Linked DNA regions of Triticum aestivum: region 1 is linked to region 2. A link is a contact called in public Hi-C data. All regions are on one chromosome and are shown on one strand. The core of a region is the stretch at or near the end of the contact, and the rest is flanking DNA. Distances in the headings are between cores, read along the strand shown. Region 1 holds the start of LOC123166724. Region 2 holds the start of LOC123164999.

Evidence for each region. Hi-C and Micro-C count contacts between places; a contact is called where the count stands out from the background.
Region 1: a contact with region 2 is called in a Hi-C map of leaf, with 7 times the contacts expected there. The contact joins the promoter of LOC123166724 here to the promoter of LOC123164999 in region 2. A contact is called at or near these places in 3 of 5 Hi-C or Micro-C datasets (all in leaf).

What each region holds. Positions count from the first base shown.
Region 1 is chr7D:366,611,000-366,613,699 of IWGSC CS RefSeq v2.1, reverse strand. LOC123166724 reads right to left here and starts at 1,252. Exons shown (of 1, transcript XM_044584515.1): 1 at 1-1,252. The coding sequence starts at 1,167.
Region 2 is chr7D:366,336,622-366,339,321 of IWGSC CS RefSeq v2.1, reverse strand. LOC123164999 reads right to left here and starts at 1,279. Exons shown (of 3, transcript XR_006482736.1): 1 at 257-1,279.

The DNA of each region.
Region 1 (2,700 bases), core at 3-2,502, 270 kb before region 2:
CGAGACATCCCAGGATGAAGGCACGTCGGCGACCAGCAGCCTCCTCAGGTTCGGCAACAATGGCGGCGATGGGGGGCTCGACGGCACGATCCATCTGTCAGGCCCAGTGAGCCTGATGCCCGGCATGCGTCGAAGGAACGTTTCAGGCTCTATCTTCAGGTGCTGCGATAGAGCTTGGCGAAACCTTTGCAGTGTCATCCCGAGGCACAAGGTGAGGTTATATTTCCCGAGGCGGGGAAACGAGGTGGACTCCTCCAAGTGCACTATGATCCCCTCGGAGGCAAGGCTCTCGAGGCTAGGAAGAGCCCTCAGGCGCATCCGTCTGAACCTGCACCTGTCCACAACGAGCTCCCTGATCTTCGACATGGGGGCGTCCACGACAACGCCCCTGCTCCCGCTGCACCTGCAGGAGATGAGGTGCAGGACCTGCAGCTGCAGGCACGAGGTGAAGACGCCCTCGTAGGTCGCCTCGGGCGCCGAATCCGGTATGTCCTGCAGGACGAGCATGGTGAGCGCGCCGTACTCGTGCAGCGGCGGGAGCACGCAGCCTCCAAGCTTGAGGCTTTGCAGGCGTGCCGCGCCGTGCTCCTTGCACAGGCCATGGCCCCCAAAGCTGTGGACTGCTCCTGGTTGATTGTAGATTGGCTTGGCAACAGCTTCGAGGTCGTCCACCCCCCAAGCGTCGACGGCCTCCGCGATGAGCTGGTTCAGGCAGCCGGTGTTGTGGGTGACGAAGAACTCCACCCTGAGCCTGCTGACCCTCCTCCGGCGAGCGACGGTGCCCAAGAAGCTCTCGACGGACCTGGTCATGGCGCGCATGGCGCGGTGCTCGTACCTTGTGATGTTGGGCATGAGCTCCCGTGTCATTGCGTGCCTTTCGTACTGGAAAAAAATAGCTCCCCCAATGTTGCGGCAGAGCTGGACCCATAGGTGGTAGCGCGGCGGGAGCATGCCGTCGACGCTGAAGCTGAGGACAGGGAGCTCACGGTTGAGGCGGGCCCAGCGCCTGGAGAGGGCGGCGGTGCCGAGCGCCGTCCGGATGTCGAGGCGGCGCAGGACCGAAAGAAGGAGATCGTCGGGGAGGGCGCTGATCCGGTCGTCGCGGCAGGACGCCTGCGGCCGGCGGCGGCGAAGGCATCGACCCATCGCGGTCCTGGCCCTGGCCATGAGTGAGCTACCTCCACCCGCGCGACGAATCGAGTAGCCAGTAGATGTTGCCGACTCACGGCCGCGGTTGCGATTAAATAGAGGGAAAACGTTTGTTTTATGACATGAAACTGCTTTGCATACGATGCTTTTCTCGTCCGAACGGTATGACCAAAAAGCAAATCATCTGTAGATGCTATGGCCCACAAACTGAATTATTTATAATTATCTCTAATCATACAGTGTTGGGCAGAAAACTCGTCGTACACATAGCAAGGTTCTTTAGGACAACGCTAACGCCCATATCGTGTGCTGGGAGTCAAATCCGTCCACACGTCCTATAACACATAGACTATGCCATATCACCGCATGCATTCATGTGGAAATCTTTTTTGATTTTCAGTTTACAAAATGTTTTATCTCTTAAATGAAAAATCCGATTGAATATCTGTTTTCACCATTAAATCCCCCGCGACGAGATCTTCGAAACTAGATGTCATATCAATATATTTCGATGAATTTTATTTTTATTAAAAGTTGCCATGTCTATTGCACATGAATTGTCATGATGTTTACACTGAAGTTGCCATGATATGTTTCAACTATTTTCTTCTACATTGAAAAGTAAATTTTGACATATTATAAAACGGAGAATTAAGAAACTAGACTTGCCATGCACCATAAACAAAATTGCCATCATACATGCACTTAAAATTGTCATGGTTCATAAAAAAATATTTTTATGGTCAAAGTACTGGAATTGTCATCATCAAAAAATTAAAATTGACATGCTCTACAAACTAAAATTGCCACATGGCAACTTTAGTTTAAGCACTATGACAACTACAGTGTAAACATTATGGCAACTTTTGGGCAAAAAAAATTTCGTCGAAACATATCAACATGAGATCTAGTTTTGAAGATCTCGTCGAGACGGATTTAATGGTGAAAACGGATTTTTAATTTGATTTTTAATTAGGAGATAAAATATTTTTAAGCCAAAAATCAAAAAGATTTTTGCTGATGTCATCCGTTCATACGAGGCAAAATGAGTGATGATGGAGGCGTGTGGGCGATGTGCAAACGCCCACACGTGTGGGCGTTAGTTTTTCCGTTGTTTTAAGCCGGATGAAAAGAACAAAACGCAAGCCTCCTCCAGCGATCGACACGCGTCCCCTCGCTCGGCCCCACGCGCCGCTCCACGACCTGCCTTATCCCACGCAAAAGCCCACGACCACTCATTTGTCTACCGCATCGTCGTCTTCGACTCGCAATCTGCAGATCCCCTCTTTCCTCTGCTGCCCACTCCCATGGCCGGGATCTCTCTTGCTGCCCACTTCCATGGCCGCGTTGGCCCTTCTCTTCCATGGCCACGCTGGCCCTTCTCTTCTATGGCGGAGTTGTTACTGCTGCAAGGGGGCACCGCCGTGCTGCGACGAATCGGCAGAAGCTTCGACGCCGACCACTGCCTGCCATGGCCGTCGGAGTTGTTGCTGCTGCGACGGGGAGCATCTGCGCATGGCGTCGGAGCTGTGATGTTTGAGCCTGAGCTGC
Region 2 (2,700 bases), core at 30-2,529:
AAAATGTTCAGATTTCTTTGGAAAGAACACAATGAAACCAATGGAAATTATGCATCCTACTCGGTGTCATCCGGGAACTCACGTTGGTGTGGCAAACAAGCATTATTGATGTCTGAGTCAAAAGATTCAACAAACAACTGTAGGTTCTGAACGTACAGTCTAGGTATGAATACACAAGATATGAATCCATCAAGCAATATCGATGCACAAGAGTCTTGGTTTGAATAAGGTATAAGAAAATCATGTCGATTCTTACCAGTGTCATCCTCTCCGGGAGGCCAGCCATCTCCTGTGCACAGCGCCTTTGCGTGCTCAAGATTACACCATGGTAAGAAAATCATGTCGATTCTGATCGGTGTCTTCCTCTCTGGGAGGCTGGCCATCTCCCTGTGCACAGCGCCTTTGAACGCAGCCGCACGGGTGGTCGCCTCTGGCCGTCGGTGCGATCTGCAGCCCCGCGCGGCCAAGGACGACGGCGCAGGGTCTGCACCATGGAACGGCACGATCCCTTTAGACTCCAAGCTACTGGGGCCGAGGCGGCGCATGGACTTGGCGGCGCCCTCGTTGTCTCCGTCAACACGGCCAACTGCGACGGCGGCGTAGCCCTCTCGCGCCAAGAACGGACGGCGCGCGGCACAGAAAGAACGACACCTTGTTCCGGCCCGACGCCAGACCAGCGTCCTGAACGGAGAGGAAGCAGCCTCGATGCTCTTGCCAGCCATGGCAACGGCGACTGTGGTTATCCTGCGCTCCCTGTGGCGTGGACTTCTGAGGCGGACTACCCGCCGGGCATGCCCCCCGTCCCGCTCGCTCGGGTGAGATTAGATAGGAAGTTAGCGTTAATTGAGGGTGGGATTACGTGGTTGCCCAGCGAGCCTTTTTTTTAACGTCCGCTCGCTCATGGCAGAGTTTTCGTCCGCACCTCAAAATTGCTAAACGTACTGTTGACGAGGTTAGTTGTTATGTTAACAGTTAGATCTAAATAAGTGAGTCTGATCGTGAGGCTATAATTGCTTTGATTTGTTGTGTGTACATTAGCTGGGGGTGTTTAGAGAAGAAAATGTTTGCTTGTTTAATAGTAGTATAGACTACTAAAAATGCTTCCGACAAAAGAAAACAAAACTGTATACAACATGATGTGTGGGCTATGCCGGCCACTCCAACGGCTAGAGAGGGAGCGGTGTCCAGGTGATGCCAACGGAGGGCAGAAACTTTTTGACACCATCTACCTATACTAGCAGCTGGATACCATACCACGCTCTCTCAACCACAGCTTCCCTCTCCCTGCAGCGACAGCAAAGAAGCGTACAGCTCCAGGCTTTAAAAAGACCCCTCCTTTCGCAGCACCCCACGCAGCAACTCACTCCCCGACATATCGCGCCCCCCCCCCCCCCCCCCCCCTCCACGACACGCTTCCCAGTCTCCACGCCCTCTGGCCTTGCCGACACGAAACAATCCACACGAGATAAATCGCGAGAGACTGCGGCGCTGGGCACGAGACGGGCCGGGCGAGTGGTGGTTGGTCCCCACGCAAAGGACGTCGTCGTTCTCGGCCCACGTTCCTCGGCCCCACCCAGGGCGAGCGGACGGTTCTGCCCCTGCGCTCCTTGCAGTTCGTTGGCCCAGGGGCAGTCCCGTCACTCCGCGGGTGTGTACGTCCGGCCCTGTCACGTCGTGCTCTCTCCTCCTGCTGCCTATACTCTGCTCTGCGCGCGCGAGAGAGAGTGTGTGTGACAGCGACCGATGGAGAGAGATGGGTGGGAAGAAAAAGGAGGAGAGAGAAAGGGATGGGGATGGGGTGCAGCGTCACAAGTGATTCGGTTCACTGCTCCCGCGGCAGGTCCGTGCCCTGGTACGCGGCACGCTGCTAAGCTATGGGTACACCACGTTCGTGCCTAACTCTTTGCCGCTACAGGCTGGACCTCCCGCGGTGGAGGTGTCATTCCTATTTCGATGCAATGTAATTATGAAAAGTGCTTAGGTAAGGTGCTAACATAAAAAGGCTTAGCTTCTAAGAGCAATTATTAATAATATAGTCAGCACCTGGAGCCGGCCGCTGGCTGTATAATACTGACATGACATCAAGATCTAGCAATATTATTCACTCATATGTCTATTACGATTAGTGAACATTTTCCACTTTCTTTCCTGTTTTGCTAAACTCATCTTACCTAGGAGCATGTGTAGAGAGATTGACTATTGTATAAGAGCTCACTTCCTCTTTTTGACTGCCTCTCTTCTTTGAATAGGCAAAAATGCCATGTAAGTAGGCTTATAACCCATTATTGTAATTTTTGTAATCTTTCTTTGTTTAATTGTTTAGCGGTCAAACTTTTCGTGCATAATTGTTTTGTCTAGGTTAGCATGTTTGGCATCATTTGTTTCTGGGTAATCATAGTGCTCTCTCTCCTGTTTAATTATTTTGCCATGTCATTTTTAGCCTATATGGTATTCTTACCATATGTACACACTAAAATGACTAGAAAGAGCCTAAAAGTGCCATGCATTGTCATCTAAGTAGAAGTGTGATGTAGCACTGTACATTAATTAATAATATGAGAGAGCGTTATAACACATATTAGGGAAACTTTCCATGCATAATTGTCTAAACTTTCCTTTGTTTAATTGTTTAGCCGTCAAACTTTTCACGCACAATTCTTCTGTCCAGGTTCGCATGTTTGGCATCATTTTTTTGGGGTC